2 separate regions of the Gossypium hirsutum genome follow, and region 2 is linked to region 1. The links are chromatin contacts, called in public Hi-C maps. All regions are on one chromosome and are shown on one strand. The core of a region is the stretch at or near the end of the contact, and the rest is flanking DNA. Distances in the headings are between cores, read along the strand shown.

Evidence for each region. A called contact is a pair of places that touch in the nucleus more often than the background predicts.
Region 2: a contact with region 1 is called in a Hi-C map of leaf, with 2.1 times the contacts expected there. The contact joins the enhancer-like site here to the promoter of LOC107962911 in region 1. A contact is called at or near these places in 11 of 34 Hi-C or Micro-C datasets (anther, callus, hypocotyl and 3 more).

What each region holds. Positions count from the first base shown.
Region 1 is chrD06:23,980,507-23,986,932 of Gossypium_hirsutum_v2.1, reverse strand. It overlaps LOC107962911 (neurochondrin), which reads left to right and starts at 3,205. Exons shown (of 19, transcript XM_041095415.1): 1 at 3,205-3,321; 2 at 3,423-3,636; 3 at 3,730-3,892; 4 at 4,207-4,343; 5 at 4,585-4,688; 6 at 4,788-4,883; 7 at 4,997-5,090; 8 at 5,190-5,310; 9 at 5,399-5,598; 10 at 5,723-5,814; 11 at 5,879-5,934; 12 at 6,081-6,170; 13 at 6,286-6,385. The coding sequence starts at 3,319. It overlaps LOC121218328, which reads right to left and starts at 1,545. Exons shown (of 1, transcript XM_041095417.1): 1 at 671-1,545. The coding sequence starts at 1,365. The coding sequence ends at 862.
Region 2 is chrD06:24,140,339-24,146,764 of Gossypium_hirsutum_v2.1, reverse strand. No RefSeq gene overlaps it. Among protein-coding and RNA genes, the nearest start is that of LOC121218923, 18 kb to the left of the region's middle. Within about 2 kb of position 2,549, at least 3 of the 9 cell types and tissues checked have an H3K27ac peak or open chromatin away from gene starts, as enhancers often do. A contact at or near this core is called in leaf, where this site is marked.

The DNA.
Region 1 (6,426 bases), core at 1,956-4,455:
CTAATTTACTTTCAATAAAAGAGTAGGGGTCACATTGAATAAATGTGTAAATATTGAGGGCTAAATTTATTATTATATATTATATATGAACACCAAATTTTAATAGAGGGGCAGTTTTGCTCACTTATCTAATGTACAAGAGCTAATTTGCTCATTTTTTTAGTAGAAGAGCTTTTATGGTACTTTTACTGGTGTTATATCGATAATTGTGTTAGTAGTTAGTAAAAATTAAATTAAACCAAAATATCATGTGTAAAATTACACAAAATAGAAGTCCACATATAATAATGTACGTTGAACCAAAGTTCATTTGTAATTTTGCATTTTATCCCTTCTTTTATAAGAAAAAATTGATTGAACTCGTAAAATTTTAATGAGGCATGTAGTAACTTACATGACAGTTCACGCATACTTAATAAAACTTCATAAAAATTTTAAAAGAACCATCTACATCAACAATAAAGTAAACATAAATTGTAATACGGTATACACAAGATACCATGTCAACACCGTTTAAGTTTTTAATAGTCCAGTGAGTTTTGTTTTAACAAAAAGTAATATAACTGACGATTGAAGATCGAGGAATAAAGTAATTTTAAAAGAGAAAAAAGGGGTTAAAAACCAAAGTGATAAAAGAATAGGAGGTAAGATTGTAATTATGCCAAACAAGTAACTACACCCAAACAAACCGATTTTCATTAACATTTATCATTCATATGACGATTATGAACAATGTACAAAAAGAATGGTCTTACTCAACAATTCAGGGCAAATAAACTTATAAACCAATGTAATGGTAAAATTTCTTTTTGACCCCCTCAAAAAAATTATATTAAATTTAAGCCCCCAACCTCTCTCTCTCTACCCTTTGTTGATCCCACATGGAGCTGCAAATCTAGCAGAGAAATCAAGGAAAGCAGCATCAGCTTCTCTATGGATCCCTTCATCGAAATTGAGTTCATAGCTCTGAATATCATACTGCATCTTCATCGTCGACCTCCTTTTTTTGTTGGCTCCATAAACGCTGAACCTTCGTATGAAATTCTTCCACTTGGGCCCTGCCAATACCTCCGATACCTCTTTCAGTTCCTTGGCTTTCCTCTTCAACCAGCTTTCTTTTGCCTCTTCTTGTTGCAGCAAGTACCCCTGCCCTTGGAGCCGGAACCGCCACCGGAAAAGTCCCCGGAAACAACCGCAGCCGAAGGACGAATCCGGGTCTTCGAAATCTTGGGAGTAGTCTTCGTTTCCGTCGTTTCTTAATGGCCAGGTTTCTTTGGCGTGGGTTGGTTTTTCTTGTGGTGCGGCGGCCATGGGAGGATGATTTTTGAGAGCAAAGAGGAATGCAGGGATTATAAAAAGAAACATCCAAAGCCACAAAAACCGGCATTTGCCGTCCAATTTACAGCTCACTTGCTTTTAAGCCAATGCGGATCCAGCTGCTACTTGACCGTTAAAAGGGGCCAGAGCCTAATCTTTATTTTAATTTGTCCTTATGTCAATTAATTTCTTGCTGTTGGGATGACTTTAAATAAATTTGTATTCTTTCTCATAACATCCTTAATTTGCTTTTTGGAATCAGACTATAGTGATGGATGGATTTTTTGGATCAAAAATCCATTTACATACAAAAATAAATAAATTTATTCAATAAAAAAACAAAATATGAGATTAAAAGTAATTCAACCGATTTATAATGTTTTTATTGTTTATTTTATTATTATTGAATCCATGACTAGTTTGACAGTTAATATAGTTTTTGAAACGTTTATACCAACCACTCACCTACTATGTTTTTCTTTCAAAAATCATCTTAGATTTCAATTAAAATATATGAACTGGAGACCTTGCTAGAAGGAAATCGAATATCCAACTGTTGCTGCAAATCATTGGTTTTGTGTATTATATGGTTTGTTTGTTTGCATCAACTGAATAATTAATTTAATATTAAATTTATCATTTACATGTTCTATTATAGAAATATAATTAGGAGAAAATGTAATAAGGTAGACATTTTAGGTTAGAGATATTTATGAATAATTTAGAAATTAATATATAGATCTTTTTCTTCTTTTATTTCTTTTTTTTGTTTTGTTTTGTCTAGCGCACGCCTTTTTCTCCCTCTCACAATTTTTTTTATTTTTTTTTCATTCATTCGGTGAGTTTTCTCTCTTTTTAATTTGCAGATATATTTTGCGAGTATTTTTTGCCATCTTTACAAATAGTGATGAATAGATGATGGTGTTTATCGTTGCTGAAACTCCACTATCCACCAGCAATTTCTTTGCCATCAACTTCTTAATCTGTTTCTTTTTTTAGAGTATTTCAGAATAACCTATAGTGTCTTTTAAGTTTTATATGTTTTTTTATTTGTTTTATATTGTTTAGTAAGTTTTCGTTTTTTTGAAGTTTTTTTTTTCTGCTCTTGTAACTCTTTTTTGGTGTTGCTTGTGTATAAAGTCTTATTTATGGATTTAGTCTTGTTTTTGTAAGTGATTTTAGGGATGATTTTGCATGTTTTTCAAAAAAGCATACACCTATTGCTTTGGACTATTCGGGGCTGATTTTCTTATTACATTAAGTAATTGCAATCACTCTAGATATATTGTGCTTAAGTTGTTACAAAGTCAATTGTCAATATACCATAATGTTTTATTGATGCTGAAGTATTTATTGTGCTGATAGAGCTCGTCTTTCACTGCCTATGATGAATATTTTTTTTTCTTCGAATTGTATAGTCCCATTCATAGAATAAATTAATGAACTTCCTTCTAATATATATATATATAATATCTGGAGAATATTCATTTCGTGAATGGAACTAATGAGCTCAGCCATGTGTTGAATGTATTATTGCAAAACATTGTAAGTAGGAAGTAATCAACGGATTAAGACCCCGGTGATGATTTTGGGTTTTTATCCCAAATTAGGTTGACTCAGTAGATGGTCCTAATATCCCAATTGTAAAGAACAAAATGATTTTTTGCTTGCTTTCAATTTCATCTAATTTTTATGTTTCCTGCTTCATTTCCGTTTTCAACTTATTTTAATTGAAAATTTATCCAAGTTAATTGAATAATTTCATATTAAAATTGAAATTAGGGTGAGTTGAAATCCAAGCTGTTTGTTTTCTCAGAACAAATTAAATTAAATCCTGTAAATTCCAATAATCGGATTTTCTTTTCTGGTCCATTAATTAGGCCCAATACTAGACGCCTCTGGACACTCCCTCAAACATATTTCCACTAGGGTCAAGTCAATCATAACAAAGGAACCAAAACCCACCCAAAATCTCTGCACTGCCATCCTTCCTTAGCTTCCATGGTAAACCTCCCCTCTTCCTTTCTTTCTTACACTAATTCCTTCAGCTCTCTCCATTCTATCTGCCATATGTATAATGTTTGTTCTTTCTTTTTTTTTGATAGGAGGAGCCACAATTGCTGCAGCAGCAGGAAGAAGAACAATCACAATCAGTATCTCTTCAAGATTGCTTGAAGTTACTAAAAGGCGAGCGAGACGAGCAACGCCTCGCTGGCTTGCTTCTCGTCACCAAATTCTGCAAAAGCGACGATCTCGTTTCCCTTAGGGCTATCTACGACGCCGTTGGACCTCATTTCTTGGACCGTCTCTCAAGGACTGGTATTAATTCATACTCTTTTTTTTTTTTAAATATGATTTTGCAATTCTTTTTTTTAATGCTTAAATATAGTTTTTTTTTTGGTTTAAAAAAAGGGTTGGGTAAAGGTGTAGTGAGCAGTGGTAGTGGTGAAAACCGGGATGCGTATTTGCAGCTGTCAGTGACGGTTCTGTCTGCGTTTTGTCGAGTTTCTGAGATTGCTTCTTCGAAAGAAATGGTTTCCAAGGTTCCAATGATTTTTGAAGTAATGTCAATGAAGTAAGCTTTTTATATCCATACTCCTCTTTGTTTCAAATTCATGAATTTAGAAATGTGCAGTGCTTGATATGAATTTTTAGCTTTTTAACTATGTTACTCGGATTCGGGTGTAAGTGGTATGTCTCCAACACAAGTATAGATAGATTTCTCAAAGTTTTTCAATTTATTTGGTGGATCTTTGGAGGCTATATCTTTGTTTCTGTATGTCACACACTAGTATCTGATGCATAGCTTTTTAATGTTTTACAACAAAACTTATGGTCCATTGCTGTGTTGTTAGTCTCTGTAACTAAGGTTTTTTTTTTTGAAAGCAGATCAGGCATGCCTGTGCTTGAAGAATGCTATGAATTTTTATACTTGGTGTCAACTGCTTCTGAGGATGGACTTACAGCACTGTATGAATCCGGAGGGATTAAATTACTTGCTCATCAAATGTCCGCTCTGCCAGATGGTAGCTTCTCTTACACTATAACAAATTTCTAGAATTTGGCACTTCCAAGGCCTTATATTATACAGTCTTCATTATAATTATAGCTGGTAGCTTTCAGTCTGGAGAGAATTTGTTGTTTTCTATTCTGTGTTTGTGCCTAACTTTTTAGGGACCTAACTTATTTAGTTACTTGGTGTTATGGATTTGCAATTTGAGTTCTACTGTCTATGCAGAGAAGTGATAGTATGTGAACTTGCTGCAGGGTCTCATTTGATGGAACTTGCCATGAAGCTTGTCCAATTGATGCTAAAGAAGCTGTCACAAGGCATCGTTGAGAACGATCATCTCTCGGAGCTGTCAGTCATTGTGAGTCTAGATTTTTTCTAGCCATTAAGCTTTTGTTTTCAATGTCTAGTTCACAATGGTTAAATTTTGATCATTTAAACCATTTCTCTTGCAATTTAGGTGACCAAAATAGCAAGACAATTTGCTCTCCTACAAAATGCCTTGAAGTTTGAAGCACTTCACTTATTGTCTGCCATCTTCTCTTCAGAATACTCGGTATGCCTCCCCTCCCCCCACTGTTTTCTTTCTAGGAAGTTATTGCTTTGGATCTCTAATTGTTAGGAATCATCTTAACTTTGACTGATAATATTTTCACTCGATACGTTTAGACACTCCTTCATGATGCTCTCCGTGTTATTCAAAACGAAAACTGGTCAAACCATATGCGTGATGGTGTTGCGACAATTTTACAGAACCGTGTAGGTATGTTGAACTGAATTTGTTCAATCTTCCTTTCCAATCAAAACTAAGTTTTAATTAGTGAAACTTACTGGTGATAATGTTTTTGATATTTTATTGCAGCACCTGCTGAAAAATTTGAGGCCCTTATCCTAGCTGAATCCATGGTATCTATAAAGGGTGAGGGTTGGCTGATTGGTCAAATAAACTTGCCTAATGTACAGGATCCTATTCCAGCTGACAGGTAAGGAGTGCTTGTTGAATTCTTTTGGCTCTTGTAAAGCTACCATAATTGGGTGGGATGGTTCATTATTTGTAGATTTATTTCTCAGGTGTCTATTGCTTGTCTTAGAGTCATCAAGGGTTGAAGTTGCTGTTTTGCTGAATGAGCTAGCCTACTCGAAATATGAAGCTTCTAAGAGTTCTTCATCAACAGCTGAAACAATAATCTCAAAGCAACAGAAAGTGACTATTGTCTTTTCATTGGTGGAGAAGATAATAAAGTTGATATCAAACATTGGTGAAACTGAAGGTATGTTGCTTTTGCTACCTTGTGAAAATTTTGTTCAGTTTGTTGCACTGGAGTTCCTTATTTTCTAATATGCATATTGGAAGCTGTTTATTTAAGAATTTTATCAAAGAAACTCAAATTACAGGGCACCATCTTGATGAAAATACTTTCATAAAGGCGATCAATGGGCTTAATGAGACAATTGGTGTGGTTCTAGAGTATCTGCAAGATGCAAAGGTATGGTTAGAAATATGATCATGATATTTCTTTACCTCTTTTATTTACTGTTAAAAATTTGCAGGAACATGGGCAAAAAGTAGGAAATGATCTTCTTGCTTCAGTACGCCTTGTTGGGAGGTATTTTTGATGGCATCTCATTCAAAGTATTTATGTCATTTCCTTTTTATATATCCAGGCACACATATACATTGTCAAGCATTGGATTTGATCTTTTGCACCTACGGTGGAATGTTTTGTTGAGCTGATGTTTGTGTTTGTTTTAGCTATCTTGCAGAAGCACCTGTTGCATGCGAAGATAAAATCACGGAACTTTTGGGATATATGCTTTCAGTTGAAGGTGAACATGAATCAAGGTATGACAACTTAACTTTGTAGTTCTTTAATGATTTGATGCCCATGCCTTTTGTTTGATTTCTGTAGTTCTTGACCAACTTTGCTGAACATTTTCGCTAATTAACTTTGATACAGCCCATTTTACTCTGTATGCTTTCTGCTTCCAATGTTGTGTCAAAAGACTATGAAAATTGAAGGATGCAAACTTTTGGCTTCTTCTGGAGGTTATAAAGCTGTAAGTATATCTTAATTAAAAGTCCCATTCTTGTTAGTATC
Region 2 (6,426 bases), core at 1,300-3,799, 160 kb before region 1:
TGAAGTCAAATTTAGATACCTGTATGGAACAAAGAAAAAACTCAAGTATCAATTTGAAAAAACTCAAATACCAAAATGAACATTCAAACCAAACTCAGATATTGAATTGGAACAGAAAAACTCAAATACCAATTTAAATATTCAAATTAATTACATATGTTTTAAAATAATTACCTTATATATTATCCCTTAAAAAAGGGCTTAATTCTGCGCTAAAGGGATTGAGCATGACCAGTTAGGGGTAGTGGTCATTGCACTCAACACTTAAACACCTTGTTTCTCCCCAAAGCTTGGACTTTGCATAAAAGCCCATTTATCTAAATCCAAATCAAGTTACATAGTATGATATAGTTTTAATTGCTTTTTGTACCCTTATTTTGGATGAGTTAGTTGTACGTTGGGTAAATTTAAAAAATAGGCCGTTTTTTAAATATAATTAGGAATTTATATTTTTTTCAAATTTAGGGAAATAGATAGATTTTAAGTAGAAAAACAAAAAATACATCTTATAGGAAGCATTTTTTGCTGACGTGGCAGTCAGGGGCTTAAAGCATGCCCCTTACAAGTGTTGTTCAATAACACGCGGTGCCCTTGCACTTAAATTGTATATGTACGTTTTTATAATTCAATCTTCGGTCTGATTATATAAACATAAAAAAATATAATATTAATAATATTAAAAACTTAATAATTAACTTAATTAAAATTAAAAATTTTAATAATATTTTCTTACCATTTGCAATTGGACGCTAAAAATGTGTTTCTCATCCAAACGATTAAGCAGCATTGACATTTTTATAAATTATAAAAATCAAATAAAATTAAACAAATTACGAAATATAAAACTAAGACAACTAGAATTTGAGAGAAATTGAATGAGAATTTGAGAGATTTTAGAAAATAGGATTTGAATGCAAAAGAAAGAAAATGAATTGAGTTTATATAGCAAATAATTTAGCCATTAGAAAAAAAAAACCATTGGAAATTAGTTGTTGGATTTTTTTACCGTTGTTTACCATTGGACGAGATGCCTCTTTTTTTAAAAATCAACTAATTTTCTTAAATTTAGGGGAAAACAGCCTACTTTACTAAATAAGTTTTGAAATTGGTATTTTCTATTAATTTTCCGAATTTGAAATTTTAAATAATAAATTAGTTGAGTTTTACTATGAGATATATATAAATATAAAAAGCATGAAAATATCAAATTTATAATTTTTTGAGAAATGAATTTAAAAGCTAATTATGAATGTTATAGTTGTACATGTGTTATCTAACTTACATTTCCTTTAAAATCAAAGTTCCCAAGGCTAGTTTAGAATTGTTTGAAATAAAACAGTTATTTGAATAAATTATAATTAAAATTAAGTATTATAGAGTAATTTTAAATTAATAATTGAAATATATTTGGACTCAACTAAAATAGTTATGAAAAGGACCTGCATATGGTGAAATTTAAGTCGGAAGAAATATAGAGACAATCTACACATGATTTATGCAATATGAGAATCAAACTTAAAACATCAAATATTTATAACCTAAAGCTTGTAACACCCTATACTCGACCGAATTGCTAGGTGTAGGTATCAGATGATACACTAACCCGAATAACTTAACAATATTTCTAATTCTGATTTAATTACATAATTAAACAACTTAAATTTCAAAATCTAAGTACTATTAGTTCTCGTGCAGAACTGGTCATAAATTCTTACAACTTTGATTCTAAAAACTATTGACAAATTTTAAATTAAGACTCGGATGCAGATGTAATCAAATTAAACCCTAAAGTGTGGCCTTTAGGGATGCCCTTCTATATACATGAATAGCTACTTCGCCCATCACTAATCTATGGCGGCGTTTGGCTTGGTCCTTTCTTTTGATTTGTCGAGTCATTGCTTACCCCGCATACATGCAATAAAGATTTTATAAGCTCGAAAGAACTTAGTGAGATCATGTGTGTTGGTAATCATAGAAGAATTCTTAAAATTAGGGAAAAATGAGACTTTATGCACAATTGTAAAACTCCTTAAAGATCATAGGAGAATTCATAATTTTCACTAGCGTAGCAAATGTCTTATTATTTCCAAGCTAACTGTCAGTGAATGTTACCACCGTCATATTTGTATTCTAAAAACGTTACTTCCTTATGGGTCTTGACCCTGTTTATTGTTATTCCAACCTTTCCTTACACCCGTTGGGATATTCCTCGTTACTAATTATCCGTATTTGCCACCATAGATTTGGCAAAACCTACTAGCATTTTAATCGAGACCTCGCCATAGTTAAGAATCCTTTTGATCTACTCTAATCTCCATACGAATTTGCCATACTATTTCGATGGTAATCTGCTTTTTGACTTAACCTATGCTTGATCCCCTTTTTTAGATAAGGTCTTTTTCTACCATCCTCATTCGTGGACTTGAATAAGATACTTCGCTCAATGAATCAATGCTTCCCCTTTTTCCGAGAGGACTTGTAATCGCAATGTAACCCTAGAATGCATTCTTACCTAAGCCAAATCTTTTTAAAATACTCCAAATAAATGGATAGTTCCCAGCGGACTATCCCTTGCCCAAGTGTCCCTGGCGGTCTCCACCTTTGGTAGTCCCACATAGTCTTCCATGTGTTATATAATCCTAATAGACTTTCGTTTCTTCTAATAGTTTCCAACGGATTTTCCACTCAAACTAGTCCTCCGCGGACTTCCTTGATTAAAGGTCCCCGCAGAATTTTCCACGCTAACAATCCTTATCCTGACATCTTCTTTCTCTGAAGATCTCTGGCGAACTTATTGAACAAACTGATTAGCGTAGAATCTGCTTCAGTGTCTTACTTATTGAGTCCAATGTTAGGTTACTTGCTAATCATTGGTGAATTAATAATGACGGCTACCCTATACCCCAAAGAGGGTATTCCTTCTATTATCTCTGCCTTGTCAAGACTACATATACCAAATTCCTCTTTCTGCTACAATTTGGTGAGTTCCCTTATTAACAGGTCAGATTGGCCACCGAAATGGCCTAGAACAAAATATTGTTCAAACATCCTAAATTTTTCGAAAACCACTTTTGCTCATGCTTAACAAAATTTGGTAGTAGCCTTTACTTAGGTTTTGTAAACATTAGTTTATTTATTGTTAATATTAAATTAAAGCTAAATTAACAACTTCCTCATTAACTTTATGATCAAATTAGATTCAGCAATTTACAAATTGAAGTTTCAAAACTAGTATTTCAATGGAAAAATCTGACATTTTACTTCGACTGAAAATCCATAAATTGAAACTTAAACTTGATTAATTATTAAAGAAAAGAAAGAGTCCAGGCGACTAACGTCCATGCATGAAAACACTAAACTAACTCAAAACCAGAAACCCATACCACAATACACTTAAAATTTGTTTACAAATCCAATTGAACATAAATCCTTATATCATAGGAAAACTTTATTAAAGTCAAACCGAAATGAAAAAAATCTGAGACTTCTGATTTGCTGAGTCTAAGACCTAACCACGCGGATTAACTGAAAAGGTCAAACTACGGGTGTGAGCTACAAAGCTCGGTGTGAGTAAAAAATAAAAGTAAACAATATAGTAACAAACAGTTGATCAAACATAGAATAGCCAAATTCTAATCATAATAAAAAATCATATCAGAGTAGAGTATCACAATATGTTAACACTAATCAATTATGCAATTTATGCTCAAATGTAATTTAGCACAAAATCCAACTTATCCAACTGCTACACACCATCTCCATCCATCCCACACACACCAAATAGGGTACACTAGACCCTTCCATCCACTACACACCAAATTTGGGTTATGGTGGACCTATCTAACTTATACACACCATGAAGTGGTTGTTCGCCACTCGAATGTTATGCAGTCAAGTTGCCAAAATTGTTACAGATTTACCGCCTAATTAAATCAATGCAGTTAAACTGTCAAATCTATCTCCCTTCTCTTCATAACCAAATTCCAACCACAATGTATACGCAAATCACTTTATACATACAAATATATCGAATCAGACATGCTCATATTCAGTTTTCAATATCCCACAACATACTTATAATTGAAAAAAATTAGTTGATTCAATAACATACATGCATCTAGACAATCTTATATAACAAAATTAAAACACATGTATTTATATATAAACGTCTAATAGCAATACACTCTTCACAGTCATTCAAACAATTAGTAATCGTGTCCCAATCACTTCTACAGAGGCTTAAACATGCAAGGGATCACTCAAGGACTAAAACAAATTAATTTGAGAAAAAGTGGAAAAACTATAAAAATAGGACCACACGACCGTGTAGGAGGGTTCAGACCGTGTGACAAGGGTACACGGCCGTATGGCTGAGGTACACAGTCATGTGGACAAACCATGTAACTCTCTGTACCAGTGTGACAAATTTCACAATTAAAGAGCAAGGGAGACACGGCCGTGTCTCAAGTCGTATGAAAACTTCTCAAACCGTATGCAATTGACAAAATTCCCAATAGAGATCACACGGTTGTGTGTCAGCCTGTGTGACTCACCCTAGGCTGTATGTCAGCCTGTGTGACTCACCCTAGGCCATGTGACCAGAAACTCAACCTAATTTCTTAAGCGACACATGGCCGTGTGAACCGCAGGTGTACGACACACGCCCGTGTGGTCCAAAAACCATACCCAAACTTACTGCAAAACACAAAATTAACATCAAATACACCCACTGATTATAAGTGTTCAAGAAAAAAACCTGAAATGCGCTTCTGAAGTTCTAAGAATTGATCAAAGCACCTCCAAAAAATCGATCTGAAACTCGATTACACAAATACACCACACTCTTTGAGAAACAATCGATCATAACTGAATAAAAAGAATTGAAGCAAATGGATAAAAACTCAACAACAATACTTACACTTTTCCTATTTCAGATCTTAATTAAGCGAAGAAGCGAAAGAACCGACGAAGCCTCTTAAGAAGCGTCAAGCGACCATGGTGAGAACACAAAAAAAATAATGCAAAATTACTAGGATTTTAGGGTGCACCAATAATAATAGAAAGAAAAGAAAAGAAATTAAGGAAAAATGGAGAAAAACAAATATAAAAGTGGAAGAGAGGGGAACGGTTCTAAAATGAATTTTAGGGATTATAATTTTTAAAATTTAAAAATAAAATAACAGAAAATACTATAAAACCAAAATCCTAACCAATCAGATTTCTACTAACTCAACAGTGACAGGAATTAACAAAAATTATTCTACTCTGCTCACGCAGAGGTTTGAACACAATATCAAAGGGTAAGCTAACACCTTACCACTAAACCAGTAGGCTCATTCTGTCCCTAAGACGCAAAGATAAACTTAAAAGTCTAACCAACCCACTGACCCAACCAGCAACCCTTGATTCTTCCAACCCCATTTCTGGGATGTGACATTACCCACTTTTTTGGACACTTCTACTAGCTATTATCTTCTTCTTAGTTTGGTGGATTCTCTTATTATCTCGTTTACACACGTTCTCAGATGTGTCGTGTTCATCCAATTGTGCTACTCGCGTGTGAGTCATATAGTGATTTTTTATGCCTTTTTAGTTTCTCGAATTTCTATTCTAGCGGACTTTATTTGTTGTCATAGCCTAACTATGGTCTTACACCTTTAACCAATGTTTATTGTCTTGGTGGACTCCACATGTTGCCATAGCCTAGCTATGGTATTACAAAATATAAACCCCTGTTTTCTGTCTTCGCGAACTCCATATGTTGCCATAACCTAGCTATGATATTACACATCAAACCTTTTTCGAGATGTCGCCCCGTAGGGCCTATAAACCACCAAACAGTTTCATCCTAACCAAACCAGAAATGAAACTTAACTATTTATTTGTCAGTCATAAAATTTTCCAAAATTCCTAGTAAAGTTCGCCAACTCTCTACTTAGCTCAATTAAGTCCCAAAGCTCCCCTAAGTTCAAGTCCTTAAAAAAAATACGGGTGTGACAGAGCTGATAATTGATTAGGCAAAGTTGGGTTCAAACTTGGCCTATGTATGATATTAGTACACTTTATGTTGCCTAAGTTCGACCCAATTTGAAATATTAGCCTAAAATTTTGTACAAGCCCATCATATTTGTAAATAACTAACTCAAGCTTGTTTTAGGCCAACCTACAATAATTTTTTTAAAAGTATATATTGTTTTTAATTTAATATTTTAGATGAATTTTCTTTTATTAAAATTTTAAATTTAGATAACTTAACATTTTTTTTACTGTTTACATAGTTTTGTATAATCGTGTATTTAATTTTATGTGATATAAATTGCATAGTATATCAAAATAAAATAAAAATATATTACAAAAGTATAAAATGAATCAGGTTGAGCTTGAGCTTTAAATGTTGAAGCCCAAGTCTAACTTTATATTTTAAAC